Regions from separate parts of the Anser cygnoides genome. Here region 1 is linked to region 2. Evidence: chromatin contacts called from public Hi-C data. All regions are on one chromosome and are shown on one strand. The core of a region is the stretch at or near the end of the contact, and the rest is flanking DNA. Distances in the headings are between cores, read along the strand shown.

The links. Hi-C and Micro-C count contacts between places; a contact is called where the count stands out from the background.
Region 1: a Hi-C map of liver shows a contact between it and region 2, with 7 times the contacts expected there. The contact joins the promoter of HDAC4 here to the enhancer-like site in region 2. A contact is called at or near these places in 2 of 7 Hi-C or Micro-C datasets (both in liver).

What each region holds. Positions count from the first base shown.
Region 1 is chr6:12,891,909-12,898,458 of Taihu_goose_T2T_genome, forward strand. HDAC4 (histone deacetylase 4) reads right to left here and starts at 3,087. Exons shown (of 26, transcript XM_066999846.1): 1 at 2,943-3,087. It overlaps LOC106034581 (a long non-coding RNA gene), which reads left to right and starts at 5,584. Exons shown (of 2, transcript XR_007159068.2): 1 at 5,584-5,752.
Region 2 is chr6:12,823,715-12,829,497 of Taihu_goose_T2T_genome, forward strand. All of the region lies in intron 2 of HDAC4 (histone deacetylase 4), which reads right to left. Among named protein-coding and RNA genes, the nearest start is that of HDAC4, 68 kb to the right of the region's middle. Within about 2 kb of position 2,752, at least 1 of the 3 cell types and tissues checked has open chromatin away from gene starts, as enhancers often do. A contact at or near this core is called in liver, where this site is marked.

The sequences.
Region 1 (6,550 bases), core at 1,837-4,336, 69 kb after region 2:
GACCAATGCAGAGGTCAGCCTATGCAAGAAACCACTTTTTTTCTAATTTATTCTCCTAGTTTATTCCTTTTGCTCATAAGTCAGCATTAATCAACGAGCAATAAACGATACTTCCATGGAAAATGTCGCGTCCGTCGCGCATCAGGAGCTCGGTGCACAGAACCTGCTGCCTCCCGAGCTGGGCTTCTCCGGAGCTTCCTGCTCGTGGTGCTGACCGCAGGCTCCGCAGCTCAGGCCTGCCAGCCTCGCCGTGCTACGCAAGCACAGCCTTCCAAAGGAGCAGTTCCTCCCCAAAGCATAAGAGCTTTCATTCCATACGTACGCTTTTCTTTCATGCTTCCATCCCATTAAGTAAATGACAAATTCCTCTGGTATTCTGAGGTAATTTTCAAAATGCGTTTCGTGCTGTTCTAATCCCGTCCTCTCTCTACAGCCAGGTCCTGAAGCAAAACACTAAAGACATTCTAGGGCAGCAAAGTAAAATTTGAAAGATTTCAAGATTTTTTTTTTTAGAACTTTTTTTTCCCCTCTAAGTTCAGACAACCAAGGGCACAGCGTAATATCAGCAGCCAAGATCTGTCAGATGCACACGCTGAAACATGCCATTCCAACACGACAAAAACCATAGAATCCTGGAAAGCCGCGTCTTACACATTTGGGTTCATACAGAAAATCTGCAGTCACTAAAACTTACTCTTTCTAACTGGGTGGCATTTTACATTTCCAAATGTAATTGAGTGAGCACGTTGCCATGGTTACGGTAGGATTCTGCAATAACTTTGTTGCCTTGTAATTGCTGTATATTTGTATACAAGCAGCTGAGCTTTCCTAATTCAATGCCCTCTTAACTCTTTCGGAGAGGCAGCTTTGGGGCAGAGAACTCCGCGCAGCAGCAGCGCAAGCACCAGAGGGGACTGGAACTGGGCGCAGCGACAGACCACGTAGAGGGGGGGAAAAAAAAAAAAGAAAAAAAAAAAAAGAAACCTTGCCAAGAAGCAGATTATTAAACTTCAGAGCTCCTTAGCTTTTAAAAAATGTTGTTGTTAAGAAAGTCTAATTCAGATAATTAACTTCAGGTAGCTTTTGGCAACGGCTGAAAGCACTCTGACAGCGGCGCAAGTCCCACTTAGTGACGGTCCGTGCCACCAGTAAATCAAAACGCATTGGCAAAGAGGTCGCTCGCTCCATGGTGAAATCCACCGGGGCACGAGGACCACAACGACACTCGCTCCATCCCCGAAATCTCAAATTAGCGTGAGGAAGACAACAGAACACAGCTGTTGGCAACGAGCACCATGCACCCCTGGCGAGAGCCAGCGCCGAGCAGCGCGTGCCCGTGGCCTGAGCCGCCCGCGGGCGCCCAGCACAGCACCGCGTCTCGGGAACGATTCCCGAGGGGTGATCTGCTCGGGAGCACGAGGTGATCCCGTGCGGCGCGATCCGCCCTGGCGAAGCGAGCGGCCGCAGCACGGAGCCTCGTCTGTGGAAGCCTTCGGACGCGAGCTATGGACAAGCAAGCAGGAGGGGGAAAAAGGCTTCCCCTATCATGAAATGCACGCACAAAACAATTACGCAAGTGCTTTGAATAAAAGGCAGGTTTACTTCCCTTTAAATGGCACCGGGTACCCAGCCATAACGTCCAATAATTGTTATGTAAATACGTCTGCTTGCTTAAGATGCCACGCTGCATTCGCCATGCCACAAACACTCCGAAGATAACATTTAGGGAAGCTCGGGGATTGCACAGCATCTTCCCTGATAAATTCCTGCAGCAAAACCCACACGCGAGCGCTCGGCAACACCTCCCTTCTGCTGCTCCACATGCATTATAAGCTATTTTTTCCTCATCTTCTTTTTTTTTTTTTTTTTTTTTTCCTTTTTTAAGTTACGGCCCAAAAAACTGTTGCACAAACCTGCGGCGTGCCGGGGCGAGAGGCTCCCTGCGCTCCCCCCGGATGCCAAAACCGATGCATTTTGGGGGGAAAAGCCTGCTTTTAAGGACAGGTCCTAGCTCAGGCTGGGCTGGGATCTGTCATTCTCTGTTGCAGCCTAACCTCGCCACAGGACCTCCGAGCGGCGCGGAGCATGAAAACACGACCCCCTTTATGCTTTCGACACCGAAAAAAGCGCTTTTCGGGTATTTTTGCCCTTTGGGAAGTGACGGGGGGGGGGGGTGCCGGGTCCGGAGGCCTCTCCCCGCGCAGCCAGCGGGGCGCCGCTCCCCGCAGCGGGCGGTGCGGGGGGCAGACCCCGCTCCCTCCGCAAACTTCGGGCAGCGGAGCGGAGGGCCCCGGTCCGCAGGCGTCGCCCCGGGGCCGCGGGCTCCGAGCGGCGGCGGTGGCGGCCGCCGCCTCCCCCCCAACCCCCCGGGGAGGGCTCGGAGGGGCCCGTCCCGCCCCGCCCCGCCCCGTCCCGGTGCCGGCCGCTCACCGCTGCCCGCATGGCCCCGCTCGGCCCCGCTGCGCTGCGCTCCCCGCCGAGCCCCGCGCGGCTCCGAGGCGGCGGCGGCGGCGGCGCGGGGCGGAGCCGCGGCCGCCCGGGAGTGGGGGGCGTGGCCGTGCGCGCTGTGGGAGGGGCGGGGTCACGGCTGGCCACGCCCCCTCCCGCCTCATTCACAAAAAACGCCAGCGGTGGGAAGCGGGGGGTCGGGGCTGAGCGCCCATTGGGCGCCGCGGCTGCCCGTCACCGCCCCGCCCCGCCAGGCGCGCCGGCCAATCAGCGAGCGGCAAGGGGCCGCCGAGCCGCTCAAATCCGCCCGCCGCCGCCGCCAGCGCGACGCTGATTGGCTGCCGGAGCTGCCCGTCACCTCCCCCCCACGCACGCCCCGCCCTCCGGCACCCCGCGCGGCCGCAGCCCGCAGCCGGGCCGCCGACCCCTCCCGGAGCCCGGCGGCCGCGGGGAGGCCTCGGGCGGCAGCGGTGCCCGCGGGGCCGCGTACTGACCTGCGCGGCGGCGGCGGGGAGCCGGGCACGGCGCGGGCACGGCGCGGGCACGGCCCCGGCGCGGACACGGCGGCGCGCGCGCCCCCGACGGCCTCAGCCCGTGACGGGATCCGCCATCTTGGAATTTTTAGCGGCGGGGTCACGTGGTGCGACCATTTTCCCCACGGCCAATCAGGGCGCGCGGGCTATTTATAGCCGCGGCTCCCTCCTTGCCTCCCCGCTCCCCCTGCCCCTCCCGCCGGGGGGGGAAGGCAGCCAATCAGGCCCCGCCTCGCACCGCCAGGCCCCGCCCACCGCCCGTCGCCTAGGCGACGCCGCGGCGCGCGGCCCGGCCGCTGCCCGCTGCCTGAGGCGGCCGCGGGCCATGGCGGCCATTTGCTGCCCCCTGCCCCGGCACGGCCGGGCCCTCCCGGCCTGAGTTGCAGCAGCAGTCCCGCGTCCTCTGCTCCTCCTGCACCAACTGACAGAGCCACAACTACAGCACCCTCATGTATCATCCCCTTAGAGTACCCTGATTCTCAGGATAATGCATAGTATACATATTCTCAGTATACTATATAGTATATATACCTCATACCATGCTACACATATATATATAGCATCCTGATTCCCAGAATACTCCAAGGAGATACATTTACTGGAAATACCGTGGAAAATGCAAGCCATAGTAGATACACAGTGTTTTATTAGCCTATGGATTTTTTTTTTTTTGAGGATTTTCCGCATCCAAAATCCCGCTCCTGAAGTTTCTTTAAATCCATCTAGTTACGTACAAAAATGGTGGCTAAATACACTGCTTTTAATAGTAAATAGCTGAATCACACTATGAAAAAGAGAGAGTACAGTTCAAAATACAAATATTTGCCTGAATTATCAAGGGTAAAAAAAAAAAAAAAAAGGATTGCTCCACACACTTGCCACTACCATGCTTTCCTAGGAAGTGTCCAACGTTTAATTGATTTTTCTGTTTTCTAAGGAATTAACACTATTGAATTGTCAAACCTCCTCGCGCGGCCGTTTCGTGCCGGGCCAAGCCCCCGGCTGACACAACCACCATGCCGCAAGAGTTTTGCTGTTCTGCCTTTGCTGTGCTCTGCCTGGCGCATCCTGCCTGCGGTGCGTGAGGAGCTGATCACCACCTCACGCTTCACTGAAGGCGTCGCCAGTGACCAAGGAGAGCCTAAATCTCCAATGCTGTGACATCAAATCTTATTAATCCACTTTTTTTTTTTTTTCCGATAGCTTTTTTTCTGAAGGTGAGGCACCATGCCGGTCCTAGAAGGAGAGATGGTTCTCTTTGGCTCTGTTCTGAGGTAAAGGCCATCTGCACAGCCTTCAAAACTCTCCTCTCCCATCCAAGTACAGCTTCCAGAGGATGCTTGTGCTTCACATAGGTGGAGCCCTTGGCTTACACAGAGTTAAAGGAGTTAATGGTCCAGGCACGGACTCAGTGGTCTGCTCTTACGCCCCGGAGTGCAGCCGCTGTGCCATACTCTTAGCCCGCCAGCAAATAGATGGGGACTTCCCACGTCGCTTTCAAGGAGTTTCACAGAATTCTTAACATCCTTGACTAAGACAGTATAAAATATATCTTTCCTACTCGTATGCAGCCATCCCAGCACACTTCTGGTAATTTTGATTAATTGACTCTTGCTAAATTGCTCTTAAACTTCCAGACTTTCCTTAAAGAATAATGGACTCCTGTAGTTCAGCCATCTGGACTTAGGTAAAATCAGGGACCTGAAGAGAATTGCTAACAACTTCATCCCTCCCTCAAAATTTACACATATATATATATATAAAAGCATAAAAGCGCAGCCTTTTTTTTTTTTTTGAGATGTTTAATGACTGCATATCCATTCAAAAGGGCCACCCGTCTAAAAATCCTGTCATATTGATTTGACCCCTACAGTTGCTTTTTTTCCTGTTCTGTGAACAACATGCTCACTTCTTGGCAGAGGTCAGAATTAGTCTGACAGTTCCATCAGCAAAAGCATCCCATTAACTTCAGCTTTCCAGTCTTACTTTATTTTTAGAAGATTAATATATTAGCAGAAATTTACAACAAGCATTACATTTTGATTATTCTAAGCTTGAGCATACGGGCAGCACAGCCTGCCTTGTTGTTTTGGAATATTCTCCCTTTAATATGCATCTAAGAACACCACTGGCATGAAGAGCATCACTTCTGCATAAAGCTAAAGCCCGTTTTGATTCATTTTTAGGTTATATTGGCTTGTGGGCTTGTTTGTTTGTTGTTCTTTGGTTGGTGAGATTTTAGGTTTCCTTGTACAGTTGTCCTGATATCTTTATTTCAGGGCCGGTTTGTGTGCTCACACGTATGTACGCATGTGCGTATAAATAAGCTTCTAAATTATTTTAAAGGGTCAAGCTACATATGGGTGTAAGTGCTTTAGGACTAGAAGGTCACTAATGCAGATTGTGTAGCTGACGAGGCAACATTTGCAACTGCCACAAGCTCCTCCGCGGACCTGACGCCCGGCGGTCACACAGGTGGCTGTCTGCCCTCCCTTGCGGCTCCCCGTTCCTGGCGGTTTGCTCACCAACACGAGGTGCAACCAACGCTTTGCCTAAGAGGTCCCCGCAGGTTCCAAACACAGTGGGGCCCGGAGGTGCCCCCCAGCTGTCTCCTTTCCCCACCGACTGTACGCTGAGGGCTGGACGCTGCACTGCAGACCCGTTCTGCCACCCAGCTGAGTACGTTGCCTCCAATGCCCTCTGCAGTGCTGAAGTCGTTTAAAAAGGTGAAGGAAGAAAAGAAAATTGTACCCTAAAAGTTGCCATGGAGTGTAAGTTTTATCTTCAAAATGTGATTGATGCCGTACTAGTGGTCGTGGGCGTGAATACGTGTATCTATTAATACCCAGTCTAGGCTAACCTGTGCATAATGACAGAAAATTAAACCTTGTCATTGTTCGGATAAATTAGAATTCAAACATGAGCAAGAAAAAGTATTCTTCCTATATGTTAAATCTGACTGTATACAGTGTGGTCTGGCTTTGCTGTAATTGCAGCTGAAAAGTTTACTCAGAAGCCATTTGAATTAAAATACAGAAATTATTAAAAAAAAAAAAATGGCAGAGCTAATTCATAAAGACTTAAATAAAATGCAATTACAGAGCTTCCCGCCTACCTCCACCTCATCCCTAGCCGAACTCTACTTCTTGTTTGTCAAAAATGGTTCCATTTTTTTATGTTCTTAAGCAGGTAACAGCCATCACAACACTCCTGCTGATTTCCCTCCCCAGCCACAGGGTTCTGATTAAAAGAAAATAGCGTCCCTCAGCTTTCTGTCCCCATGCTCCCTCTTCTACCACCTCCTCAGACACAAAAAGAGCATCGAGTAAGGGAGAAAACCAGCAAGAACTTCCTCTAGATCCTTGCCACTGAAGAGCAACACCTACCCCAAGTGCCAGTGTTTCAGCAGTCACGCTTAGGCACAAGTGTGTGGACTGCATCCTTTTCTTTCTCCTGATCAGTTAGTTGCCATCATTGTTCTCCCCTGATATTTTTCTCCCGCCAGCCACCCTTCTTTACCTTATCTCCCACTCCCATCTGTTCTGCATCCTTCCTACATCATACTCATT
Region 2 (5,783 bases), core at 1,502-4,001:
ATACTAATAAAGTTATGGCATGATGGGATTTTCTCTCCAAGGGAAATATCCTCTTGGCCAGTAACCTTACCAACTGCAAGTTAAAGCTTTTGTTACGTGTGCTAGCTTTTGCATGCTGCTCATTGCAAGAAGAGACAGCGTGCATTTAAGGAACAGCAGCATCACCAAGCATCTTCTCCACGGGTTCCCTAACCCAGATCTGCCACCTCACTCTGTATTTGCCACCCTGCAAATCATCAGTCTCTTATAAAACATTCAGCTTCACGTTGTTCTCCCTTCCAAAAAGCTCACCTGCAATGCATAAACGAATGGGTGATTTTTAAAATATTTTTTTTATCTAATTACCAGCACTGTTTTGAGCAAAATACACTGTGCAGTACACGTACGGCACTTTTGTACAAGTCAGAAACACCCCGGTTTTTTAGCAATATTTTCTAAACTACTGCAACACAGTCTGTTCATTCTGTCCTCCATCGATACAAACTATTGATCAGTGTCACCACAAAAAATCCAGCAAATACGTAAAGAGAGAGGAGAAGAAATTGAGAGCTGACTGCAAAGGAGGCAGCTCGGTGCCCTCACGGGGCAGAGAATATCGGCAAGCACTGTGAAAGGGGAGCAGGGGACAACGCAGGACTCCAGGAAAGGTGCAAAGCACCTGGGAAATGGGACACAGCCAGGAAAAAGCACACCCTGACAGTGCTGCCTGGGGCTGGAAGCCTGCTCGCTTTTAGTATTTCTTTGGAAGCTTTACCTGTGAAAGGAGAGGGAAGACAGGTTTATGGTATTTGCTTTGGAGCAAATTAGCCAAGCAAGTGAGAGCCATCAGCGCAGCTTTGCCGTACTGGGGAGGTGATGACACAGGGACCAGTAGGTACCACAGTCCCTGCCCTTCCCAAATCAAGCAGCAAGGCAGGCTCTGAGCGTTTTTCTGGCAGGTGAGGACAGGCACAGCTCTCACAACCTGAGCGGCACATCCTGATAAAACACCTGGGGAAGAAGCAGCCTTTAAAGCATGGCTGACCTTCTCTTCCAAAGAAACGAGAAACTGCAGTACACAGAAAAAAAACACATTATCTGCGGGCTGCAAAGCTATTTCACTCATTCTCAGATTGTAATTACCACCACAAAGCCCATATTTGATCATCTCTGGCTAACTGGAGCAAACAGAAGCGTTTTACATATGGGAATCCCACTGAAAACAAACCATGGCAAGCTTGCACAGCTGGTTAACTACACAACAGTGCAGCGAGGGATGTCTGGAAATAACAAGGAGAATGCAAGATGCTGCCCATAAGCAAGGGAAACCCATTTTGGGATGTCCAGAGGGATGGAAGGGGAAAAAACAAACAAAACACAACACACACTCTGTCTAGGCCGCTACAGACTTCAACCCATAGAAGTAGTATTTGGAAGAATTAAAAACCACCCACAAAAACATCCTCTCGTTTTCCTCCTGGCTGAAGCTGCACCTCGCGTTGCAATGTACGTGACCTGGAGCGACGTTGCTGACTCTTAGACGGGGGCCTTGGGCTCACACCAAAAACCAGCTGTGTACCAAGCAGACTGTTCAGTTCGGGGGGCTGGGATTTCCAGAAGTTACAGGACTCCAAGTTTTCTGCAGAAAGTTCATGCTGTGATTTACATTGGAAATCGTAGTTCCCGATGTTTTCACAAAGCCTTGGGAAAACACCATCCCCGCAAAACGCAGGACAACAGTTACAAGATTACAATTACCAGATTAATACAAGAGTATTAGAAACACTACACACATGCCCACTTTTTGCTAAATGCTTTAAAAAAAAAACAAAGTCACCTAAGAGCAAGTACACAGCTTCACTGAGTCCTCCCTCTCCTGAGTTCCCTGCGATTGAGCTGAAATGCTTCACAGCCACTGCTCAGAGCCATTTCACTGGTCTGGCTTCTGCTTCTTCACCGTGGACTCGGTGTCTGCAGCTAAAACCTGCAGTCACTGGAGAAGATCCGAAGCCTGGAAGGGGTGAAAGCTTTAGCGAGGTCAAGAGCTGAATTACTGCAATTAAAATCCTTCAGTAGTAACGCGGGATCAATTAAAGACAGAAAAACTTGCGGTTTTCTCTTCTGTAGCTGCTTGCACCTCCACGCCCAAGAAACTAAAGCGTGTACCAAGCCCACCGCGCCAAGCAGCTCCCATAAATGAAGCTCATTCAACACTTTGTGCAGTGTAAGAGATGTAAGAGTGAGGTGTAATTTGACAGCGCAAACTCCGCTTTGCACTCAGGCTGTAAAGCACACGGCTGGCTGCCGTGGGCACGCGGATTACATTCACGGCTCATACACAACAGGTAATTAAGTCGTGCGAAGAGCTGTGAGGCAGGAAAAGTTAACAAGTTGGACTGTAGCTGAACAGTGAGGCGTCTGCTGTCACTCTTTGAGAGAATGCCTGCAATTAAGGTATGTTAATAATTAAAGCAGACTAAAAAAGCACATAGTTCAATCATTTTCGATGTTATTCCCAGACTCCAAGGCCATCGCCAGGCTATCCATGCTGGAAAGCTGGCTGGTTACTCTAGTACTATTTACTTCTGAATAGAAGCACTTTACCTGAGCTAGGAGGGAAACGACAAAGCAAAGAAGCACAAGCACAAGTGCGTGTGACACGGGCTCCTCGGAGCAGCAGTCCCCGAAAGCCAAAACCTCCACGTGTGGCTTTGTCAGGACTCGTTCCTTCCTCTAAGCTTTGCTCAGATGCACAAGCACACAGCACAAGAGGGCAAATACTGGAAATTGGTTTTGTTTTCCATTTGCTGGGGGAAGAGCTTTACGGAAAGGTTCCTTCTGGTGGACCTTCGATGGCTCTGGAGGCACATGGGCAGCCTGCTCTATGGCACCAGCAGCATGTTACACCAGCTCGACGATGCACACTGCACAAACAACGAAGCCACCTCAGACAAGTCTATTTTCACTCCTTTGGACATCATTAGAAATGCCAGCAATCCCTTACAATACTGTGTTTTTACTACCCATGTAAAATTAGCATTTGTCCTCGAAAGTAGATGCTCTACAAAAAAGACAGAAGGACTTTGAACGTGCAGTTTGGAAACACGCGGATCAATGGGGCTCTTGTTTACCTGCAGTTCAGGAATTTCCCCTTTTAAGGAGGCCTGGCCAAGCTGCCCCCACTCCACGCGCAGACACTCGCTACCTGAGGCCATCACAAAACACGTCCTGAACGTGCATAACGTGGGATGCGACGGCTAAGGGATGATCCAAAAAAAATGCAGGATGCACGACATAGGCGACCACTGCAAGCATGAATGCAGAGACCTGCCTGGAAAAAATGTACAGCAGAAAAAGGAATTAGGAAAACACAGCAGGTGAATTTCTAAACACATGGGGCTTCCAGAGCAACGAGTGGCATGGAAGAGAATAAAGCAGTTTTCATTTCTGTCACCAAGTGTTTCCTCAGCAGATGACGCCTACAAAAAGGAAAGGGGCAGGGTCAAGCACGTGGATATGGGTAGGGACTGAAGGAAGAGTTGCTCTCCCTGAAGTTTCAAAGTAATAAATAAGACTAAGAAGGAAAACTCAAGTTCCTAGTACGACTCAGGGCAAGATTTCACTGTCATTAACTAATACCAAAAATGAAATAATTGCTGTTAAGCCAGAATGAGAGCAAATTCACTGCAAACCCTTTCAGATTCCCAAAAGACCAAGCCTCTTTTCAAGAACTTTTCAAAAATTAAAAAACCCCTTCACCTGAAGTCAAAAGCCAGGCAGAAGCTCACATCGCGCACACACGTACACTCTCCAGCAGTATCCGCCTGCATAACCCACGGGGAGATCAAAGAGCCGGACCGAAGACTCAGCTCTGAAAGCACTTCAGCTGCTGCACTGCCAACACGTAAAAAGGTTTCAGAAACACGTGTAGTTATCTAATAAAATCTAACTTCACCCAGTAAAGCGTCGTAAAGCAGGTGGCACTGGCCTATAGATTTTGCGTTAACTTAATATCGACAGTTTCGAGCCCAGGAGTACTACTTACAAAAAGTTTAAATAAAAAAAAAAATACAACCGAACAGGAAGGTTTTTTCACTGCAAAAGCACTGTGGAGCAACCCAAGGACTCGGAAAGCAGCAAAGAGGAAAGAAAACCTCCTGAAGAACTTCAGCCTGCAGTCTTGGGTTACAGCATGACAACAGCCTGGAGTAGTTAACAATTTCCACTTAAGCTAATAGAAAGATTTAACTTTAATTTCCACTGAACTACAACCAAAAGCTTTCCTTCAGTTTAGGGTGGAAAAAGCACTTCCCCTCCTCCCTTTTCAGCTTGCTCAGGACACAGCTAGGAAAGAAGAAGAGGCACGAAGAAGGTGCCAAAAATTAAGCACGATGTGACTGACTGCAGCTTTCTCTTGGCGCTCGGCTGCCGCTGAGGCAGCTGATCCCTCAGCACAGCCTTTCATTTCCCCACCTGTCGGGCCACACGCTATCACAAAGGCAAACCTAAAACGTCTTTTAGGATATACCTCCTCTCCCCCTGCTCTGGATGTCCCTCCGGCAGCCCTGAGTCCCACCAGTGTCCCGAGGTCCCCATCCACCCGCCTCCCGCCGCACCGCTCTGCTTGTGGGGTGAGGGAGGGCATCGGTGCTGAGTGCCCCCTGCTCACCGAGTCAGAAATGCTCTTCTTTAAAAGCAGCTGCGGGATTAAGACCTGCACTCCCTTTCAATTTCAAGTTTCAAAGCTTGCAATACGAAATGTGGAGAGAGACCATTAAACCGGTCACATGCAGCCTTAAAAAAAAAAAAAAACAGCCCGGCACTATGCTGTTTTTGTAAGTCTTCCCTTCTCCAAGTCCAGGAACGGTCTCGGTCTCTTCAAAGCCTTTTGTAACACGCTGCCCTTTTACTCACTCATTAGCCCTAAGTGCAGCCATTTGCTAATTTCGAAATGCAGTTGTTCATAAATCAAAGTTCAAAAGGTGCTTAAAAACAATTTAGTCACCGCAGCTGGTGACCGTTGATCTTTACAGCTTCAGTAACTTCTTAGCATGGAAATACCCTGCTAACGGAAGCACCCGTCTAGGCATATTACCAAGTAATCTTTGGGTTTGGGCAATATTCTTTGGTTTTTATTAGCCTGCAAAAGCAGGGTGAGGTGGCAAAGTATCGGTGGAAGCACTGGAGACCAAGCAGCCCCTGGGGAGCCGGCGGGACAGGGGCTGCAGTGGGGCTCAGAAGGTGCTTGTCATGGTCAAATTCTCATTTCTTGTGCCCAACCTGAAGAAAGCCACACGTTTACCTCTTAAACAACTGGAATTTGACAATCCCATGCATCAGAGGAGAATTTCTGCTCCTGGGAACTACCTGCAGGTTCCTTCTTCCAGCTCTCTTTAAGCATATGAAAACAGGAAGCTTTCACTCAGAAACCTCAAGAAAAGAAAGATAAGGTTCCCACAGACACCCCAAACACCTCATCCAGCACGTTTCTAACAGAACAGAAGGAATAGCACGGCTGGCAGGACTAGGGAAGTGATTGTCCCCGTGTACACAGCATTGGTGAGCCCACACCTTGAATGCTATCCTCAGTTTGGGCCCCTCACTACCAGAGGTGCTGAGTTGCTCGAGCACGTGCAGAGAAAACCCTGAAAGTCATCTCCAACCTAAATGATCCTATGAGTCAATGCAACATTGCAAAGATAGGTAGGGCCCATTTTCACACTTTTAAGGACTTTTTTTTTTTTTTTTTTTTAAATTATTTCACATTCACATTTTCTCCACAACACTTGAGTTTGGTTCCTCTC